Regions from separate parts of the Salmo salar genome. Here region 2 is linked to region 1. A link is a contact called in public Hi-C data. All regions are on one chromosome and are shown on one strand. The core of a region is the stretch at or near the end of the contact, and the rest is flanking DNA. Distances in the headings are between cores, read along the strand shown. Region 1 holds the start of LOC100194660 (Y-box binding protein-2). Region 2 holds the start of LOC106566958 (protein RER1).

Region 1 (4,724 bases), core at 1,743-4,242:
CACAACATTATGCTCATCAAGTCTTAACAGGATCAGATGGTGACAGGTGTCCCAGCAGGTTCAGACAGCCAGGGAAGACCAGTCTACGGAGCTCAGGTGAATCTTGCAGTATATTCATATCGGTGAATGATACAAAGTTCTATCTTGAGTTGATGGGTAGACCTACGGTAGCTACAGGACAGCAGTTTAAAGAAACAGTCTGGGATCTGGGAATAACGGTCATTTCAATTATTGAACCATTGATTCTATTCTTGGTTAATATAATGTATAAATGGACACCAAGGTAATTCTTTGTCATCCCTCATCTTAGGAGAATCAGATGGTGACAGGGTTTCAGCAGGGTCAAGCATCCAGGAAAGACCAGTCTGACAGAGCGGAGGTAAGTTTTTGCAGATAAAACACTATTCTCTCTGTGCAGTAAGCACTGGACAAGCCAGATGCTTCAAAGATTGAAACTATTTTAAGGCAGTCTGACAAACCTCACGTTGATTTAGGCTCTTCCCGATGCCACAAAACATGCAAAACAAAATGTGAGGAAAACCTGGTAGACGCTGATGATGAATGGATACAAATGTTTGAATGCCAAGTCATGCTCGTATAATCTCAGACAAATTGCTGCCGTGTAAAACCACCCATAGAAACTAATATATGCCAGCAAAACAATAACATGGAATCAAAAGTAATTCCTCTGCTGGAGGTAAATTAACATAAAGGGTACATTTGCATATGTTATGGTCTTGTGAAGGCTGGCTGAATTATGGCAAAGATTATGTTCTTTTATCTCAGCATGGCTACAGATTCTCCATTCTCCCTGTTTTGGTTTGCTTGGAAATGTTGATACTGGAGACTTATCACATGAAACTATAACCATTGGTTATCCTTCCACAATGTCAAAGGATGGAGGAAATGTCAATTTAGGTATCACTATATTTGATTACAAGATTAAGGATATATTGGGCAACTTTCATAAAGTCTGGATGCCTTACATGGAATACAGTACGACAAAAGAAGTATATTGAAAACATGCCCACATCAGGGGAGATATCTATTTAAGCAATCTTTAGCTGCTGGGCTGCTCAGTCCTGGCTCTGGGGGGCTGCTGTCCTGTGGGTTGTCACTCTGGCCTTGGCCTAACCCACCTGAAATCAATAATAAAATGTTTCACTAAGATCCTAAAGCAAAGTGGGGGGAGCTGCAGGGTGGTTGACCTCTAGGGACAGGACGACCCAGCTCTACAGTGTGCAAGTAAAAATGCCTCTACAGTGTACTATTAGAGATTCATTATTGATTCATTGTGTTGTTTGTGTAAATGTGTTCTTTTTAGTTTTTATTACTTGTTTCCAAACATTACTCTTAGAATACATTTGTATTTTTTATTTTAAAAATGGGAAGGAAATTGATAGAGTTGAGTTATTGACTAGACTGGTGGGGGTCAGGCGTGCAGGTGGCTGGCTAAAACCAAAGTTGCACCCCTACATCATTAGCTCCAAAAACGCCCATGCTACGTGTTAGCTGGACTGCTAATTATTTTCCGCGCATCATTAATGAATACTAGGTAACTAGCTAGACAACCATTTACCCAGTTCAACAGAGCAAGGCTTGAATCTTCGCACGTGGCGTCGCGCCCCATGATGATGGCTTGCTATTTTGCTAGCTAACGTTAGCATATTATAATTTGGTCTCAACCATGTGGTTGGACATGAGCCAGGATGTCGTTCATAACGTCAAATTAATACTCATGTGCACCGAGTTAGAAATATAGTGTTGGGTACGGTTTCATGCTTAATAAAAGTACAATTGTCAGCTAAAGCGGGACAAAAGAAATTCGTAGAATCCGAATATCAAGGCGGACATTTTGGGGGCCCCTATAGCTATCAACTCACCCGAACGGAAAGCTAGCTAGCTGACTAGCTTGGCCATCTGCAATTTTAATTTTAATAATCATTTGGGGGCTATGTTTTTTCATCGTACACTTGGTTATATAGTTATCTAACGTTAGCAATGTATTAGCGAGGTTGTTAGCATGATCGCTAGCAAGCAAGTTAATTAGTATGTGCATAGCTGCGAACAAAGGGATACGAATGCAATCGAGCCTCTGCAGTGCAGTCAATCATGGGCCTCAATGAATTGTTTGTTACAAGTCCCCATTATAACTTTAGAAAATAAAATGCAAGCAAAACTGTCGTATACACTACCAATGTATTGGAAACAGTGTTCTTTACGGTCAATCTAACTAACGTTGGTTACAGTTACAACATGTGACAAACCAGAGGCCAAACCACATGCATTACAGTATTAGCTAGCCAACGTTACCTGTAAACTTGTCTCACAGGTCAGGTGTGTGGTCAGACGGATTGATGCGTTACCCGTTAGGCTAGGTAGAAAACAGTTGTAGACCAACTGACATTTTGAATTGGCACATTGGCCAATGTACCGTTACAGTTGAGACTAACTATCAACGATATAACGTTAAACGATTTCAAACTAGCAAACTAAATAAAGAAACGGAACACTACTTAGCGGTTGTTATCTAACTAGTTAGCCAATAACAATATCTAGATTTAGACAGCTAGTTAGGTAACTAACGTTAACCGTTTTAATAATCAGCTGACGTTGTGAACTAACGTCAGTTAGCCAACGGACATAGTTTTTAGTTAAGCGAATTGTAGGCAAGTTAGTAAGCTTTTGGGAGTAACGTTACCGTGCCAATAAACCCACATTTGCATTTAATGGTTCACCTGGCCAGCTTGCTTACCGATGACCTTCTTATCCCCCGCGGAAACGGCTGCTTCCGCCGGGCTGGATGGGCTCTCCGCGTCGACGACAGCAGGCTCCGGCGGTTGTGTCTCGGCCTCGCTGCTCATGTTTTCTGGTTGGTTATGGCTTTTGCCGGCGGTGGCTCTCTAGTGTGTTTCCCGGTTCTAGATGGTAACCTGGGCCGGCGGTGGTGGGGGCTGCTGCCTTCGGGCTCTCAACTTTCCTCTCTCCGCTCCCGTTGCCGATCGAACTGGGAGGAATGAGAAAAGACGCGAAGGAATATCCCTAGCCATAGTCCCTCCCACGCTGTAATATAATTGGTCAATTCTTTCTTCTCTATAAACGTAACGAATCATTTTCGTTACTATTGGTTATATTGGTTGCCAGTTATTCAACAACAAAAATATTCCGTGAATATTGGTAGAAGAGAAATGTCGAAAACCAACACCGGCTACACGATCACGACACATTGTAGCTAGCTAACCCATTTTGTTACATTGTACAGTACGCCTAGATTATGGAGGAACAAAACTGCCGTAATTAGAATTAAATGAATAAATGCATTCATACAAATAGATACATACATTAATACATCCATATAAATGTATACATAAATAGATAAACGGATGAATGATTGCATACAAATATATCAATATTTAAATAATTAATCCCACTTATTTTATTCATTTATATAATTTCTCTATTTCTGTATTTCTTCCTCCAATATGATAATGAGGGGGTGTCAAGCAAAGGTATGTGGGTGGTGTCTAACACACCATTGGTTGATCAATGCCACAGAGCGATGATCGATTGCATTTGCCTGGGCTGCGTTCTGTATTTAATTTATTTCACCTTTATTTAACCAGGTAGGCAAGTTGAGAACAAGTTCTCATTTACAACTGCGACCTGGCCAACTGTATGACAAAGTGTCCAAAGCTTAAAGGTCATGTTTCACAATAATATATAATAAATTAACATTTTGTTGCTTTGTCGCACGTGCACAATAAAAACTCCCAGAAATAACACACGGTACATTTTCCTTGCTTGACGGAGAAACAGGTGAACAGTTTTGGAACACTGAGCCAATAACTGTACCAGGTCTGTGTTACGCGTGGGTTGCCTTTCACAATAAGGCACCGGACTACGCCGTATAGTTTTCAACCTAGAAGCAGACCAAGAGACGAGAGTAGGCAAGTAGTCTACCGGGATGGGCGAGAGGAATGTCCAGTTGTCCATAAAAGCATGGTAATCTAACTCAGTTTTACACTTCGCTAGCTAGCTAGATAATGAACTAAACTGCAGTCAAGTAAGGAGGAGCATGCTGTCACGATGGAATAAATCACCTATGTGAAGCTAGCCACAATAGTGTACTTTACTGTTTGCCTTAGCAATTGTTAGTGAGATGAGACATGGTGTCATAAAATAAATAATATCTTAGCAAGTTATAAATTCACATGTATGCCATGTACTGTAATTTGTAATAGCTGTTATCACACAATGGCATGCATAATTTTAATTAGATCTATTGTCATTTACAGACAGGAATGTGAAAATTGACATACTGATACATGATTCCTAAATACATGTGCCATTTTCTTGTTAATCTCTGCAGGTTTGTCATCTGATTTCTTTGAGCCTGGTGGAGAAGGATGCAACCATACTACAAGGCAGGACATTTCGCTGCATCCAAGTTGAGGATTGCTACCAGCGGGAATATGGAGCACTCTGTCAGTAAGTCATGATATTTTTGTTTTACATTGCATGGTACTAGGCAGGAGGCCCTGGGCCAGTCAGGGTTAGGGTTCTCTCTCTTTCTAGCACTCACTACCTCTATCCATCTCTCTCCAGCTGCTACAGAGACAGACTGGGCCAAGGACCTCCAGAGCCTTCTGACCCACTACCTCTATCCATCTCTCTCCAGCTGCTACAGAGACAGAATGGGCCAAGGACCTCCAGAGCCTTCTGAC
Region 2 (4,364 bases), core at 336-2,835, 280 kb before region 1:
GAGAGGGTGGAGAGGAGGATCTGATGGTTCACAGTATCAAAGGCAGCAGATAGGTCTATAAGGATGAGAGCAGAGGAGAGAGAGTTAGCTTTAGCAGTGCGGAGAGCCTCCGTGACACAGAGAAGAGCAGTCTCAGTTGAATGCCCAGTCTTGAAACCTGACTGATTAGGATCAAGAAGGTCATTCTGAGAGAGATAGCAGGAGAGCTGGCCAAGGACGGCACGTTCAAGAGTTTTGGAGAGAAAAGAAAGAAGGGATACTGGTCTGTAGTTGTTGACATCGGAGGGATCGAGTGTAGGTTTTTTCAGAAGGGGTGCAACTCTCGCTCTCTTGAAGACGGAAGGGACGTAGCCAGCGGTCAAGGATGAGTTGATGAGCGAGGTGACATCTCCACAGTGTGATGCTGCCACCACCATGCTTTATCATGGGGATGATGCCATATTTCCTTCAGACTTGATGCTTGGCATTCAGGCAAAAGAGTTAAATCTTGGTTACATCAGACCAGAGTATCTTGTTTCTCATGTTCTGAGAGTCTTTGGTTGCCTTTTGGCAAACTCCAAACTGGCTGTCATGTGCCTTTTATTGAGGAGTTGCTTCTGTCTGGCCACTCTACCATAAAGGCCTGATTGATGGAGTGCTGCAGAGATGGTTGTCCTTCTGGAAGGTTCTCCCATTTCCACAGGGAACTCCTGAGCTCTGTCAGAGTGACCATCGGGTTCTTGGTCACCTCCCTGATCAAGGACCTTCTCCCCCTATAGCTCAGTTTTGCCGGGTGGCCAGCTCTAGGAAGAGTCTTGGTGGTTCCAATCTTCTTCCATTTAAGAATGATGGAGGCCACTGTGTTCTTGGGGACCTTCAATGCTGCATAAATGATCTGTGCCTCGACACAATCTTGTCGCGGCACAGATCTCACAGACCTTCAACCTCATGGCTTGGTTTTTGCCCTGACATACACTGTTAACTGTGGGACCTTATATAGACAGGTGTGTGCCTTTCCAAATCATGTCCAATCAATTGAATTTACCACAGTTGGACTCCAATCAAGTTGCAGATGATCAATGGAAAGAGGATCCCCCTGAGCTCAATTTCGAGTCTTATAGCAAATGGTCTGAATACCTATGTAAATAAGATATTTCCGTTTTTTTTATATACATTTGAAAACATTTTAACTTTTTCATTATGGGTTATTGTGTGAAGATTAATGAGGATTTTTATTTATTTAATCAATTTTACAATAAGGCTGTAACGCAACAAAATGTGGAAAAAGTCAGGGGGTCTGAATACTTTCCGAATGCATTGTAAGTTCCTTCAAATAGTTAATGACCCTCGTCCTAATGAGTAAACATACAACTTGTCAAAAGGTGTGTGTACTCTGTCATATGCTGTATTATATTATTTTTAGAGAGAAAGAATAAGTAGGCTATTTAATTAGGAGCATTATTTTAGGCTATGTGAAAAGCAATTCAAAGTACAGGTTTGGCTGGATTATTTGTTGTTGTTGCAATAGTGTCATATATAATTGTAGTTCATATTTTCCCCTTGTCTTTTGAAAGAAGTAGGTATTTTCATTTCTCCAGTGGCCAGGCAAAGTGCCACAAACCCCCTGTGCATCTCCCACACGGTCCAGGGTTTTCTTGGCTCTTCTGATCTTGCCTGCCGTACTTTAAAGCGAGTCCTCGCGGAAGTACTGACGTGTACACATTAGCCGAACCAGCACGAGAGGTAGTTAGGTAGAGCCGAGAGTGACACAGCGGCAGAATCAGGTAAGAAAAACCTGTCTTGCAGCAGTATGTCTGTCAGTAGGTGTGTGAACACATGTTCTTTAGTTTTAGTTGAATTAAGGGAACCAATACCAAAGTCATATTTCAATTGAATTCCTCTCTCAATATGGTATCGAGATGCTATGCCTATGCTAGCTAGAAAGGGCTCGGTTTCTAACCGGAAGTGAGTTGTCAAATTCACGAAGTTACTGCTGGTGGGTGTAGTTCAATCTCCGCTGATTTGTAGCCATCAAAATGACAAGATTGAGATTAAAGACTACAATTTCCTTCTGTAAAGTAGCAGGGTTGAACTGTTTGATTCCCGCTACACATTATGGGAAGTAGAGTGAATCCATCAGTGTTTCACACACACTGTTAATGAAAGGTGGTTGTTTAAAAACTACACAAACCAGGAAGTTGTTTTTTGAGGCGGGCATCACTAATTAGCTTTTTCTAATGTTAGCTAACGTCACTCACCCTGCTTGCGAGACAGGAAAACATTTAATCAAAATTGTGCTATAAATCAAAAACACAAATGCTAAACATCTCAAACACTATAAATAATTGTTTTAGCTGGCTACAGTAGCTAGCAACTGCATTCGTTGGCTTGCTCGCTAGCTAACCAGTAAACGATTCAATGTTGGGGAGCTAACTAGCCATTATGAGAAGAGACCGTCTATGTGAGCGACTCAACTCCACGATTTACAATAGAGTTGCGCGCCGACTAGTGTGTGGGCGGCTTATGTTATGTTTTTAATACAAACTACCGATTTCAGGGCTATTCTTTGGGTGCTGAAATATGTCGTTTTTGATTAATTTAATTTTGTGACTTCGGAACTCCAGTCTGCCCACACTAGTCGCAGCTCGTAAATCGTGGGGTTTAGTTTAATTCGGCTATCAAGTCTGTCATTATCAGCTAACTTAAGTCTCACAATAATTGGACCGCTGTTTGATAAGCAACGTGACATTTGACATGAATGGTAATTAAAATGAAACTATTATCGTTTGAGCCGGTAGACCTTCCAAGGGGGCTAGCCTATTACAAGCCAAGGACTTTGGGTGGGCCGAGTTGGGATAACATTAAACCAGTACTTAGGCTTGAGGAGAAGATATCTCCTCTGATGCCCATTATCCTTAAATTTCAAAGTCCCATTAATCAGCTCTGCAAATGTGATGTCAAAATAAGTTCAGTACGCACCCAAAATATGGAGTTTCGCAGCGTCTTTACTGCCGTTGTGCGCAGTATGTACTTGCAAAAGATTTCTAAATAAAAATAGTTGAGTGCATGAGCCAAATCCACCTTCGGCACCTCCCAATATAATAACTGATTACTACCACGCACAGGAAGGCTGATCCAGCAGCAGTACAGTATTCCTTAAGATAATTTATTTTATTTAGACCTTTTTTGGCAGTACATACCATGCCAAACGGCAATAATGACAATACTTTCTCTGCAAAACTATTTTGGTGAGTACTATGACATAACGTTTGCAGAACTGGTTCAGGATAACATGTCAGTTATCCTATGTTGATGTAGCTGACTTAACTCAATTCCATGGAGTTGAGCAGGGACCAGGCTTTGTGGAATTCAGCTACTATTACATCGAATCGCTCCCAAGGTCAATACTTAAACATTTACATTATGTAACACTTACCATGATGTATCTATGTTTGCCCTCTAGTTGCATGTCTTTCCTTGTTTGCAGAAATCAGATTGTTTGCTTGTTGCTTTTAGATGGCATATGCATGTGCCAATTTTGAATCTCAACAACCAGTCGGTTGTACTTGATTCATGTTTTATAAAAAAATATGGATTTCAGCAAACAAAGGCACTCAACTACAGAGGATTAAACATAGGTACAAGGTAAGCGTTTCATGTTTTGTTGTTGAAGTATTGACGTTGGGCAAATCAATTTAGTCAGAGCTGAATTCCACAAAGCCTGGTCTCTGCTCAACTCTGTTCATGGAGTTCATCAGAAACTTCCTTAACGGACCTCCTGAAAGGCGCAACGGTCTAAGGCACTGCATTGCAGAGCTGGAGGCATCACTACAGACCTGGGTTTGACCCCGGGCTGTATCACAACCGGCCGTGATCAGGAGTCTCATAGGGCAGCGCATAATTGGCCCAGCATCATCCGGGTTAGGGGAGGGTTTGGCCAGAAAGGATTTACTTGGCACATCGCGCTCTAGCGACTCCTTGTGGTGGGCCAGACGCCTGCAGGTTGACCTCGGTCATCAGTTGAACGGTGTTTCCTCCGACACATTGGTGCGGCTGACTTCTGGGTTAAGTGGGCGGGTGTTAAGAAGCGCGGTTTGTTTCGGGGGATGCATGACTCAACCTTCGCCTCCTAAGCATGTTGGGGAGTTGCAGTGATGAGACAAGATCGAAATTGGGGTGAAAAAATATATAAATAAATAAATACCATGGAGTTTAGTCAGTTAGGTTGATGAAGCTTTGTTGTCGCTGTATGTGAGTGTTGTTGCCATGTTATTATATGTGGAAAAGGACTAACTGAATAAACTAGCTAGCTATATAGCTAGCCAAATAAAAAATTACTGTAGCCGACATGTTGGGTAAGGATGATCTGCCAGTGTTGGTACTGA

Evidence for each region. Hi-C and Micro-C count contacts between places; a contact is called where the count stands out from the background.
Region 2: a Hi-C map of gill shows a contact between it and region 1, with 2.3 times the contacts expected there. The contact joins the promoter of LOC106566958 here to the promoter of LOC100194660 in region 1. A contact is called at or near these places in 2 of 3 Hi-C or Micro-C datasets (blood and gill).

The regions. Positions count from the first base shown.
Region 1 is chrssa13:45,559,309-45,564,032 of Ssal_v3.1, reverse strand. It overlaps LOC100194660 (Y-box binding protein-2), which reads right to left and starts at 2,992. Exons shown (of 8, transcript NM_001139744.1): 1 at 2,756-2,992. The coding sequence starts at 2,864.
Region 2 is chrssa13:45,841,605-45,845,968 of Ssal_v3.1, reverse strand. It overlaps LOC106566958 (protein RER1), which reads left to right and starts at 1,585. Exons shown (of 7, transcript XM_014135656.2): 1 at 1,585-1,763.